Regions from separate parts of the Mus musculus genome. Here regions 2 and 3 are each linked to region 1. The links are chromatin contacts, called in public promoter capture Hi-C maps. All regions are on one chromosome and are shown on one strand. Each heading gives the region's core, a stretch centred on a gene start, on an enhancer-like site or on the middle of the called end of the contact. The rest is flanking DNA. Distances are from core to core; before and after follow the strand shown. Region 1 holds the start of Rtn4rl1 (reticulon 4 receptor-like 1). Region 2 holds the start of Vps53 (VPS53 GARP complex subunit). Region 3 holds the start of Ywhae (tyrosine 3-monooxygenase/tryptophan 5-monooxygenase activation protein, epsilon polypeptide).

Evidence for each region. Promoter capture Hi-C pulls out the DNA fragments that hold promoters and counts their contacts. Capture Hi-C pulls out chosen DNA fragments and counts their contacts.
Region 2: a promoter capture Hi-C map of pre-B cells shows a contact between it and region 1, with 3 times the contacts expected there. The contact joins the promoter of Vps53 here to the promoter of Rtn4rl1 in region 1. A contact is called at or near these places in 1 of 39 promoter capture datasets (pre-B cells) and 1 of 9 other capture datasets (pancreatic islet).
Region 3: a promoter capture Hi-C map of liver shows a contact between it and region 1. The contact joins the promoter of Ywhae here to the promoter of Rtn4rl1 in region 1. A contact is called at or near these places in 1 of 39 promoter capture datasets (hippocampal neurons), 1 of 115 datasets of contacts at active chromatin or transcription factors (pancreatic cancer cells) and 1 of 9 other capture datasets (liver).

What each region holds. Positions count from the first base shown.
Region 1 is chr11:75,191,742-75,195,848 of GRCm38.p6, forward strand. It overlaps Rtn4rl1 (reticulon 4 receptor-like 1), which reads left to right and starts at 2,252. Exons shown (of 2, transcript NM_177708.5): 1 at 2,252-2,553. The coding sequence starts at 2,541.
Region 2 is chr11:76,177,187-76,181,293 of GRCm38.p6, forward strand. Vps53 (VPS53 GARP complex subunit) reads right to left here and starts at 2,452. Exons shown (of 22, transcript NM_026664.4): 1 at 2,227-2,452. The coding sequence starts at 2,313. It also overlaps a transcript of Tlcd3a not described here.
Region 3 is chr11:75,730,868-75,734,974 of GRCm38.p6, forward strand. It overlaps Ywhae (tyrosine 3-monooxygenase/tryptophan 5-monooxygenase activation protein, epsilon polypeptide), which reads left to right and starts at 2,020. Exons shown (of 6, transcript NM_009536.4): 1 at 2,020-2,224. The coding sequence starts at 2,161.

The DNA of each region.
Region 1 (4,107 bases), core at 1,002-3,501:
ACCTGATCAGAGGTATGCACCACCGTCTCCCAACATTGCTGTATAGCTTCTGTCACATGTGAGCAGCCCTGCCCCCACTTAGGAAACCAGATGATACAGGATAAAGGCTGCAGTGCAAAACCATCGTGACTGTGTCCCTAAGACCTTGCCGAGCAGGACAGTGGTAACTGTCAATCAGCTTGGGCTGAGGACACTTCCATCTGTCCAGTGAGGGTCCCCCTTCCTGAGTTACTCAGCAGTCTGAGTAATTACTGCCTGATGAGAAGGCAGGCTCAATGCAACCCCCTCCCCCATTACACCACAACACCCACCAACAGCCACCCCCATTCCCTGGCTGGACTCCAAGTCAACATCCAGCCCTCCTAAATCCCAAAATAACTGCTTCTCACACTCACACCGCCCAAGTCTGCCCAATACATTGGAGTCGATGGGGCAAGGGGTTCATGGGGAGGCGGCACGGGAAGGTGGGAAAGTGAATAGCAAAGCCCTCATCCTGGCCCACAGTTTAGTACTGATTACTGGATGCTGCTGAGCAAGTCAGCTAGCCTCTCTGGGCCTTAGTTTTGTGTCTCCACAGCTCTGTTCTAAGAGTTTAGTTTGCCAGGGCTCAGGTGGTGCAGGTTCCTGCAGCTGGCAGGAACTAAGGAATACCTCACTTTGTGTTCCCAACCCTAGAAGGACCAAGCTGAAGAATGTTCTAAACAAGGTTACTTCAAACATTTGTGCAGTCTTTCCTTTCCAGGTGTCCTCTCTGCTCCACCTGTTGAACCCAGACTTTCTGAGGGAGAATCAGGTCTGATTCTCCCTCACACTCAGCTCAAACCAGGGGCCGGGACCTTAGGGTTCTGAGTATCTGTATTCGTGCCAGTGATAATGGCCTTGCTTCTGACTTCTGATCACCCCTCCAAGTTTACTCCACAGAGAACTTAGATCTCTGGTTAGATGGCAGCTGTCACATTAGCTCCACTTCCACCCCATCCCCCACTCGCATCCCGGATCAGCTCCAGAGCAACACCCTCTTTGTCTTTCTTCCAGACACTTCCATCATCTGAACTTTTCTCTTTTTGTCCTATTAGAGTATAAACTCAAGGAGGACAGGGACCTTCTCTTTTTCACTGGCTGAATTTCCACATAGTGTAATACATAAAACTCTAATATGTTCAACGAGTGACCTGGCCCAGTCTTTTTCCTCTTAGGGAGTCCTTCTTATCCCGGGCCAGTAGGGGGTGCCGGCCTCCACCTAGGATCTCTGCTGGCTTGAACCTTCTCCACACTTGGCCCAAAGGGCCCTTGCAGGACCGACCGGCTTTTCAGGCGGTACCTCCTCCCTGTTTGGAGAATCCTCTCATGGGTGGGGTCTGTGTAGGACTAAAGGGGACCGGGGAGGCCTTCCAGCCAGAGATAGCCCACCTGAACTCCCATAGTTCTTTATACGATTTTCAACTGGACATCCCCAAATGCTAGCTGTCCCGCACATCTCCCCCCAAAGAACAGTGTCTTGGAACTCTGGATGGGCGGGCGGGGTGGGGGGAAGGCTATGTCGCCGGAGCAGTTCTGGGCAGGGAAGAGCCGTCGAGCCTCACAGGAAGGAAGGGACGCGGGTCAGAGAGGAGACGGGGCAAGGGTGTTGGACTTGTCATCGGGGCTCAGGGCCGGTACACTGTTCCAGCCGCTTCTCTTGATGACCTCCAGCAGCGAAGGGCAAACAGGCGGGGGCTGGGCTGCGGGTGCGTGCTCGGAGAAGCCTGCGGGGCCGGGGAGGGCGATTACAGTGGCCGGACGACCCGCGGATGACTGGGGCAGGTACTTGGACGGACGCGGGCCGAGGATCATCCCCGGGGGCAGGTGCAGCGAAAACACCTTGGAAGGCGGCGCCGCACGGCTGAGCGCCGCTGCCCTGGGAATAGGACGGCGCTCCGCACCGCGAGCTGAGAGCACTTTCATAAATTTTGTATGGGAGGCGCTCCGTGAGCGGGGGCGGGGAACGGAGCGGGAGGGAGGGAGCTGAAGAGCGAGGGAGGGAGGGAGGAGGAAGAGAGGTGGGGGAAGCCGGGGGGAGGAAGGGAGGCGCCCCGCTCGGCGGATCGCTCGGTCCTGCAAACGCGCGCCGGGCGCTTTCCCGGAGCTAGGCTGTGCGTACGAGCGCCCTTTTGCAGCAGCCGCTGCCCGAGGGGGCGGGGAAGAGGGGACATCGGCTGGCCGGCTAGGGGGCGGCGTCCCCCCTCAAAACCGCCTGCAAAGTGTTTGGGGCGGCAGAATCAGGCCGCCGGCTCGGCGGAGCAAGCCACTCGCCCGGGGCTGAGCGAGCGCACCGCGTTGGTTGGCAGCGCCGCGGTTGCTAGCAGGCGCCGGTGCCCTGAGCACCGGGTTTGGGCTCACCATGCCCCTGCGGGACCGGGCCGCCGGGCACAAGCGGATTCCCGGCTTGCCCCCGCCTCGACGCGCTCGGATTAGCTGCAGCTGGCGCCCAGGGATTTGAATCTGGACCCCAGGAGGGAGCGCGCCTAGGCCGACCTCGGAGCGGCGGCCCCGCGGCCAACATGCTTCGCAAAGGTGAGTTGGAACCTCAGGGGCAAGTTGGAGTTGCATGGAACCGGGCCGAGCAACAAGCCCCGGGAGCCGTCGAACGCCAGGGAAATGGGTCCCGGAAGCAGCCCCCTGCTAGATGGCTGGCTTTTGTCACAGGCACCCGCCGTGCGCCTGCTGCTGGAGCTGAGCTCCCGTTGGTGGCCTGTTGAGAGACATGGGGTTTGTTCATGGGGTTTGTTCATGGATCGAGTGGCCAGGCCTCAGGGATCTGTCTTGAGGGTTCAGAGACCAGAGTGAGAAACCTTTGATAAAAAGGGAGCTGTCCTCCTGGGACCTTTGCCTCTCCATTATAAAGTTTTGCACTTGCAGGCTCCATCCCCTGCGCAGGCACCCGCCCCTGCTTCTGCTGCTTCAGCACTGAGTACAACCCGCGCTTGGGTGCAGGCAGCGGTCAGTCACCGCGCGGCCCCGGCGTTCACCACCGTTCCTAACTCCGGAGGCGCGCCGGAACGCAGGCATCTTCCCAGCATCCTACCCTTATCCCCGGGGACCAGCCCTGAGCATTTAGCGACCGAGGGTGGGGAGTGTCAAGTGCCAGAAGTCCGGTTCCTTAAACTTTCCTAATGCCTGGATCAGAGGGACGCAACCGCCAAGGCCATGTTGGCAGTGTGCGCGGCCAGAGCCAGGTTCAACTTAACGGGCGCTGGCTCGGTGACCACCTCGCCAGACTCCCCGGCAGCAGGAGCGGAGCAAAGTTGGCGCGGGTGCCGGGGAAGTCCTGCCGCGCCCCCACGTGGTTGCCGTTCTAGGTGCTGTCCCTCCGGCCCAGAAAGGGCAGGTGACCACACGTGAGCCCGCGGACCCGTTACCCTCTGCTCCCCTCCTCTGCGTGTCTCTTTGCTCTGAGGTCCCAGTGTACTAGCTGTGGCGCCCCGCTGGGATTCCCCTGTCCCTTGCCTCGGCCCGGCGGCTGCTGAGCCTTGGTGCCTGATGCTAGCTGCTCCCGCCCTGCGGGAACCAGCTGAGGCGGGAGCTCAGGTAGCGGAGGGGCCTGATCCCTGCGCTCCAGCCTTAATCCGCCCCTGTTTCCATGGCAACAGACCGAGGTGTCGTAAGCACAGGATTCTGACCTCACAGCAGGATGGGGAAGGAGAAAGCGGGCAGGGGGTGGTGGCAGAGGTGGGGGGAGCGAAGCCCTGAGATGGGCGGAGAGAAGCAGATACCGGGAGATGAGAGACCCAGATAAGCAGGTCAGACAGGTGGGTGAAAAGCCACGCCTTCGTTATGAGTCGAAAAGACTGAGTGGTGGTCCAGCCTCAGGCAACCACGGAGGTTTGGTTGCCTCACCGTGTAAGAACAATCACAAACTTGTGTGACTTGTGCCCTCCACGTGGGTCGGTACAGTAAGAAGATGGGGGGTTGGGGGGGGACACGACACATTGCCTCTTTTTCGTTGTGGTGTGGGGCAAGTCTCTGCAGTAGTTAGAAGAACCGCTTTACTGTTTAACACCCCAGTTCCTTTTCCTACAGAAAGACACGGAAAGTCACTTCAGCAACTCAGCAGTGCTGGAGTGCAGG
Region 2 (4,107 bases), core at 1,202-3,701, 990 kb after region 1:
TAATGAAAAGCCCTTTGCAGAGGGAGTGCTGGGAACAGGGCCTGTCATTGTGAGCTGGTATGAGGAAGTGGGTTATTCACTTCCTAACTGCTCCCAGTTTCTTCATTCTTCTCTTCCTGTTCCTGGGTCTAATCCCAGGCATTAACAGATTTCACACAACGCAGCCCTTGACTTAAGCTACTTCATCCGGTGACACCTATAGAGAGAATGCCAGGCCTCAGTGTTGGCAGAAAAATTCTAGATTTACCAAAAGATGTCTAGACACTGTACTGCATGGGCAGTTTAAGGGATTTCAAGGGGACTCATGCACAGGTCACATACACAAAAATACAGTACAAATCTTAAAAGGTTGAGAATTTTTTAAAAAGATTTATTTGTTTTATGTATATGAGTACACTGTAGTTCTCTTCACACACACCAGAAGAAGGCATCAGACCACATTACACATTACAGGTGGTTGTGAGCCACCATGTGGTTGCTGGGAATTGAACTCAGGACCTCTGGAAGAGCAGTCAGTGCTCTTAACCGCTGAGCCATCTCTCCAGCCCAAAGTTGAGAATTTTTGCAATTTGGGTGACACTAAAGAATATCCCTGGGGGCTGGTGAAATGGCTCAGTGGGTAAGAGCACCCGACTGCTCTTCCGAAGGTCCGAAGTTCAAATCCCAGCAACCACATGGTGGCTCACAACCATCTGTAACATGATCTGACGCCCTCTTCTGGAGTGTCTGAAGACAGCTACAGTGTACTTACATATAATAAATAAATCTTTAAAAAAAAAAAAAAAAGAATATCCCTAAGAGTCTTCTCTTCCCAACAAGAAGTTTTTTGTTGACTAAAGTCTCCTGTCAACTATATTAAGATGTATGGTCATAATATTAGAAGTAACTGTGTAGGTTTTTGTAAGGTTTTGTTGATAGAGGGAGAAAGATCTTCCTTAAGGGAACTGACATGGGGTTATAGTGTAAGAAGAAGCACATTAGGAGCTATGGATATTGCTTTGTGGTAAGACACTTATCTCATGTGCCAAGGATTTGTTCAACCTCCAATACTAATAAAAAAGAAAGGAAAGAAAGAGTGTGTCTCATTTAATGGCTATTGGGAAGGTAGCCCAAGTAAAATAATTCTACTACTAATAATTAGCATATATGGACCATTAATACTTTATTTTTTTGTTTTTCAAGACAGGTTTCTCTGTGTATCCCTGGCTGTCCTGGAACTCACTTTGTAGACCAGAGGTTGGGGAGACGTGTGCATGTGTATGTGTGTTTTGTCCAGGAGTAGTTTTCTCCCTCTATTTTGAGGATCCTGGGGAAGAGACTCAGGTCAGCAGGCTTGGTGGCACAGTGCCTTTACCCACTGAACTATCTCACTAGCCCTCAGTCTTTTAGTTATGGTACAGATTTGTCTTAGTTTGCTTTACATTGCTGTGATAACACAGCATGACCAAAAACAACTTGTAAAGTAAATAATTTATTTGGATTACAGGTTATAGTATGTCGTCATCAGGTGAAGCCAAGCCAGGAAATGGAGCAGAAATCACGAAGGAATGTTACTTACTGGCTTGCTTTCCATGGCTTGCTCAGCTTGCTTTTCTATACAATCCAGAACCTGCTGCCCAGGGGTGGTACCTCCCACAGTGGGCTGGGCCATTCTACAGCATCAACCAAGAAAATGCCCCCACAGATTGCCCGTGGGCCAATCTGATGGAAGCAATTCTCAACTGAGGCTTCCTTTTCCCAGATGACTCCAGCGAGTGTCAAGTGCGCGCGCACGCGCACACCAGCACAAGGGTCATTTTCCAGTATGCCGCCCCACAACCCTATTCTGTCATTCGTTTCCGCAATGGAAGTATCCCACTGCCAATTCCAAACCACTCCAAGAGTTTAACCAGAGAAATGGAAGAAGCCGCACTAGCTGGAAAATGAATAGAGTCTTAAAATCAACCATAATCCGAATTCTCTAGTCACGGGGCTCCCTCTAGGTTTATCCTGTCAAAGAGGACAGCTCGGCCCAAACTCAGCAGGGCGTAACAACCTCGGAAACACAGAGCCTAGAGAAGACGTGTTCGGTCCCCAGGCTGAAAAACCCATCCCCACCTTTACCACCATCCAGACTTCCGCTCAGCATAAGAACCGCCACCTTTCCAGCCTAGCAGGGGAGATTCGACCCTGGCCTAGAGCTGCCCCTTCCACCGCAGCTTCCTCCCGAGGGGGTGGAGCGCTCACCTGCTCGATGGCGAGTTGCACCTCTGGCGTGAGCTGCAGCACAGCCTCCAGCTCCTCCACAAACTCCAGTTCCTCCTCCTCCATCATCCCGCCGCTCAGCCCCCGACGCCCTCTCCAATCCTGCTCGCGACCTGTCTGTCACCAGGACCCCAGAAGAGCAAGCCTCCAGGTACGGGGCTCGAGGGAGCCGCTACTTACTCGGCTAGCCTGGCACTTCCGGAGAACTGGGCACTTCCGGGAACCGGGGGACTCTGGGATAGCGGAGGACTGACTTCCGCAGGCATGGCTGTCAAGTCCCTGGAAAATCTCCAGACAACCCTTAACCTCAAGTTCCCTGTTCGCACGCGGCGGGTTCTTAAGATTGAAAGCCCTCTCTTCTTCGCCCAGGGCGCATCCCCCACCAGCGCCGTAGTGTCGCCCGGGCGCCCCAGAGAGCGGTAGCCACGGCAGTGTCCCAATGGATGGGCAATAAGCCCCGCTGGCCATGAAGCCAACGTGCAACCCGCTCGCTGGATCCCCTTGGTCTAGGGCAGTCTGTGTCCCCCTGCCATCGGGAGTGAAATGACCCCAGCTGGTAAGTGGCAGTGTTGCCAAAGACATTTGAGGTTTGGGAGAGCTTCTGCTCCTTAGATAAGGATCTACTGGGCAGAATTGTCTGAAGCCTCCTCGCTAGGGTGGGGAGTAAGGAGAAAAGCGACCCAACGCTGGGAAGTGTTTGGTTTTTGAGACCGAATGTCCGGGCTGTACATCCTTATTTACACCCTTGATAACCTTATGATCTTGAACAAAGTATTCCCATCTGCCCTGCTTACACTACGTTAGATGGGGTGACATTAAATATGGAAGTATTATGCAAACTTAGGCAGGTAGTACAGGAAATGTTAGGGTGTTTAGCCGCGTACATTACAAAAAGAGGAGCCAGATAGCCCTGTGGAACCGCTTTTCCAGCAGGCACTGGAACAATGATGGAATTGCAGCCAAGGGAAGGGTTGCCTTACCAGTTCAACATTGTGAAAACCTCGACAGAGGAGTATCTGGCCCTGCTGAACTTTTTTTTTTTTTTCCGTACATATAGTTTTATAAAAATTGCTTCAGGAATAATATAATTTGCTTTTTTTTTTTTAGTTTTTAAAAAACATTATAGTTTTAGGAATGGAATTTTATTGTTGTTTTAGTTTGCCCCCCAAAAATGTGTGAGTAGTATAAGTTTTAGCAACAGCAACAAAAGAATGCTTTAAAATATAATTGCAGGAGGACTGTGAGAGACATCAAGATGGCTCAGCCAGTAGAGCATTTGCCCTCAAGCCTGATGCTTGAATTCATCCATCGAACCCACATGTTGATAAGAGAGTTCTAACTTCCACAAGTTACCCTCTAACCTCCACACATATATTATTGACTCATAAAAGTATTATTTTGACAATTATTTAATGACATAGCGATATATGCACAGTGTATTTCAGAAAGCAGAATATTTATTTCTGAGAGCAAAATTGGCTGGGTGTGATGGTACAAGCCTATAATCCCAACACTTGGAAGGTGAAGAGTAGGTGGATAAGGAAAATGTACTGTCTCAACCAAAAGCAAATGACAGGGAAATATATTTTTTCTTTATTTTCCCACACATCTACAATCAACATATGGTACTTTTTTTTGTGTTTGTTTGTTTGTTTGTTTGTTTTTCAAGACAGGGTTTCTCTGTGTAGCCTTGGCTGTCCTGGAACTCACTCTGTAGACCAGGCTGGCCTCGAACTCAGAAATCTGCCTGCCTCTGCCTCCCAAGTGCTGGGACTAAAGGCATGCGCCACCACTGCCCAGCTTTTTTTTTTTTTTTTCTCCATATGGTACTTTTATTATCAGAAACCATAGGTGCTGTCTGGA
Region 3 (4,107 bases), core at 770-3,269, 540 kb after region 1:
ACTGTTGCTCATTCCTTTGACAGGGTGGGAAGGTGGGAAGTCAAGTTTTATTTCACATGGCTGGTCAGCTACAAAGTCCTGTGGCCTCTCCGTGATGCTATTCTTGTCTGTCCTTTCCTCTCTGTCCAGAGGCTAGTATCGATTACTTTTGCTTATATTTTGTAATATGATAATTTACCATTCTTGTTCATTACTGCTATGCAATGTTTTCTTTCTCCTGTTGGCATATTTTTTGTCTATTTTACTGGGTTTTTATATCTCTACCTCCCCTTCCAACCCCCCCCCCCCCAACACTAGGTAGGAGAGAAAGAAGGGGAAAGGGAATATAGACCTCTAAAGGCTACTTCCTGCTCACTGGGGGCATCGGGGTCCTTGGGGCAAGTCTAATCTTTGTCGTCAGGGTATCTCTAACTTCTTGTCTCTTTGCTTATGGCCATTTGACAAACTGCAACAAAAGCAACCAGGAGCAGCAGCCTTCTTCTTTGGAGTGCCCCTGTTCCCCTCTGGGCTCTGGCATTTATTTATCTCCTCTCCAGAGTCTCCAGAAATCCAAACATAAACTATCCGCAGCTGGCAAGACCACAGCCCTGCTAGTGCACAAGGTAAATCCTAGTCACCTGCTTCGAAGCCGCCTCTTATCCCACGCCTGGGATTAAAACGCAAACACATTCACAGACCATAGCTGGGTTTTTGAAGAAACCAAAACTCTCACCACCAGCTCCTTTCTTTTTGTGTTTGTGTTTCGAGGTAGGGTATTTTTAGTCCAGGATGGCCTGGAACTTGTGGCAATCCTTGTCTCTGCTTCCACAGTGCTGGAATTACAGGCGTGAACCACCGCTTCAGTAAGTACGGAATACTTTTCTTAAGTACAATTATGACGATGTCACCTTCCACTCAGAATCATCAAAACAGCTTGCCCAGATAGGACTATAACTCAGTGGCAAAACACACGGTGGAAGCTGTGGGGGTCAGTCTCCAGCGTTTGGACAAAACAATTCCTGTCCGTTCACAGACTAAGATGCAAACCTCTGGGCGTGTGACCTCAGGCCTTGATCCCAACCTTTTGATTTCACACTCATTTTGAGGCCCTTTTTCTGCATGGCTCAGCAGCAAGCTGATATTGAGTATAAGATGTTGAAAATCCATAAGGAAGCAGACTAGGCGTGGCCATTGCAAGTGAAGCAATCCCCATGGAGGATTATTTATTTCTAACTCATCAATGTCAATTTGCCCTTACACACCTCAGGTGCACCTTGCACTCCAAGTGAGGCAAGCCACTATGTCTCCTTTTTCCCTCGAGTGAGGGTTTCCCTTAACTAGCTGAGATTGACCACTTTTTCTTTTTTCTTTCTTTCCTTTTTTTTTTTTTTGAGATGGGGGTTTCACAATGTAGCCCTGGCTGACCTGGAATTTGCTTTGTAGATGGGACTTGATCCAAACTCGATCCTTGCGCCTCTACCTCACTAGTGTTGGAATTAAACACACTCACCTATGCTTGAAGCAAAACCAGAGATTTTAAACAAAAGTCCTATCTACGATAGGCCAAAGAGATAAAATATGGCTGGAGGGGAGAAGAAAATGCTTAAAGTATGGAAGCAAGGGAGATGATGATGCGTGAAAACTCGAGCTTTCCCTTCTTGTCCTTGTCAATTCTTTAAATTGGATGAGAAAAATGTGCTAGAATGCACAGGGCCGGTTGATCTTCAACGAGGAAGGCCTGCCGTAGCAAGAACCCATCAAGCCTGTCGCTCTGTCCCCCACAGGCCAGCCCGCGGTCGCCCCGCACGGGCTTCTGGCTAACTCCCCTCCCGCAGTCTAGGCCGACCTCGCCTCCAGCCGCTCCAGGGGCCGTTCTCCGTCGCAGTCGCAGTTCCCGCCTCGCCACAGGGCCGCCCGCTGTGCCGACGGAGGAGGGGCGTCTGTCGCGCTGGTTCCAGCCTTTTCTGGCGCCGAACTCCGGGATCCGCCCCCCCCCCCCCCCGCGCCAGTTGCCAGGGAGCGGTTGCCATAGAGCTGAGCAGTTGTCCGCGTGCGCAGGCGGAAGTCCCGGATTGAGGCGCCGCCATTTTTCCTGCTCGGACGCGGAGCGAGAAGCTGAGAGAGTCGGAGACGCTATCCGCTTCCATCCGTCGCGCAGACCCTGCCGGAGCCGCTGCCGCAATGGATGATCGGGAGGATCTGGTGTACCAGGCGAAGCTGGCAGAGCAGGCCGAGCGATACGACGGTGAGTCGGGGGGGTGTCGGGGGGCTGGAAGTCTCGGACCCTCCGCCGCCGCCCACAGAGGCCGGGAACCGGAGACAAAATGGCGGAGCCGTCTCGGAGCCCGGCTTGGGACGTGGGTCGGGAAGCAGGCCGAGGCCTGCGGGCTCCCGGCGCGGTGGGAGTCCCCGGGCCTAGGGATTTGACCCCTCCGGTGTCCTTAGCTTGCAGGCGCTCGCCCGCCAGCAGGCCGGGGCGGAGGGTGGAGGAGTTGGTTGTAAAATGGCGGCTGGAGGGGGAGGGCGAGTCCCCGGGCGGGGGAGGGGGGAGGAGATGGCGGGTGCCGGCTCCCGGCGTGCGATCCCCACGGGAGCCCTCGGGAACCGCGGCGGGGTGTGGAGGAGGACACTTGGGTGGGGCGATGTGAGGAACGGTACCGGTCGCTCGGGAGAGGGCGGCATCGAGGAGCTGTAGCGCTAGGCGCCTTTCGGGGAAATATGGCGGGTGGGGGCGGTGGCTTTTCCCCTGAGGCCCAGTGTGGGGCGGCGGCCGTGGAGCCTCACAAAGGAGAAGCCTCTGGAACGGACGGCTTCTCGGGGCCGGCGGTGGAGAGGAGTCTTCTGGTGAGGGTGGAGTGTTTGGAAATCACTGCAGAGCCTCCCTCCTTGGGTGGAGGCGAGCTGAGATGCTGCGATTGGATTTCTTCCTTTGGGCCGACACACCTTGGAGTTGAGAGTTTGGGGGGCTTTTTAGCCTCGCCTTCTTCCGGGGAGGTGCAGAACCTCACTCCTACCCCGTTTGTTCTTACCCAGGATATCCTAAAGTTGCTGCGGGTTTTTTTTTTCCCCCTTCTGTCCCCATCCTTCATAGGCACGGAGTTCTGATGGCTAGAATACAGGAGACCAGGCTTGCCAGGATTCCTTAGTACGAATTTCCCTTTGCAGAGTCAGTGCCTCAGTTTACCCGTTTGTAAAATTGACGACTGTACTATTCACACTCGTCATTATGAAGTATGGAAAGACCTGCTGAGAAATGGTTAATTCAAATAATGTTTAGTAGCACTTTGGGTTGACAACCCAAGTTCGGGTGGAATGCATGCTCTTCCTTGGCTTGGGGAGCTTTACCTATTTTGAGCACTCAGTTGAGGCTTGGGGAGTTTGAATTAGGAATGTAGAAGATTGTAGTTTTTCTGTTTTATGATTTCATTGTTACATGATTGGGGCTCAAACCCAGGATTGCATGCAAGCAAGACAAGTGCTCAAATACTGTGCTACACCACAGCTCTGTTTTATCCATTTTAAGAGAATGGTTTTATATATATGTATATGTGTGTGTGTGTGTGTACACACACACACACAAATTTCAATAGTTACTCTTCTGTTAATTTGACACACACACACCCCACCTGCAGGTGATGGAGACTAGACCCTAGTACATGCTAGATTCTCAACTTAGCTCCTGCTAATTGCAGTCTAGTTTTTTTTTTTTTTTTTTTTTTTTTTTCTGAGAATTTCATTGACATATCTACTGTGTTTGTGAAGTGTAACTAGATATTTGAGTTAGGCAATAGGCCATTAAACTAGTATTTAAAAATGAAAAGTCACACACATGGTTCCTGTGATTTAATTAATTGCAGGTGTAGTTCTGGCTGTTCTGAAACACTATGTAGACCATACTGGTCCTGAACTCAGAGATCCGTCTCCGCCTCCCTGTGTGCTGAGATTAAAGGCATGAATACTAAGGCTAGGTCCTGTGAGTTCAATGTTTGGGAAGTGGTAGGGTCCAATGAGACAAGATTGGAATTAAGTGTTCCTCATGTTTTTTCCATGTTAGTTAAAACATTTGCTTTTTCAAATGTTAGGTCAGACCCTTTTCCTTGAATGGCAGTTTCTCCTGTGGAAGCTTTT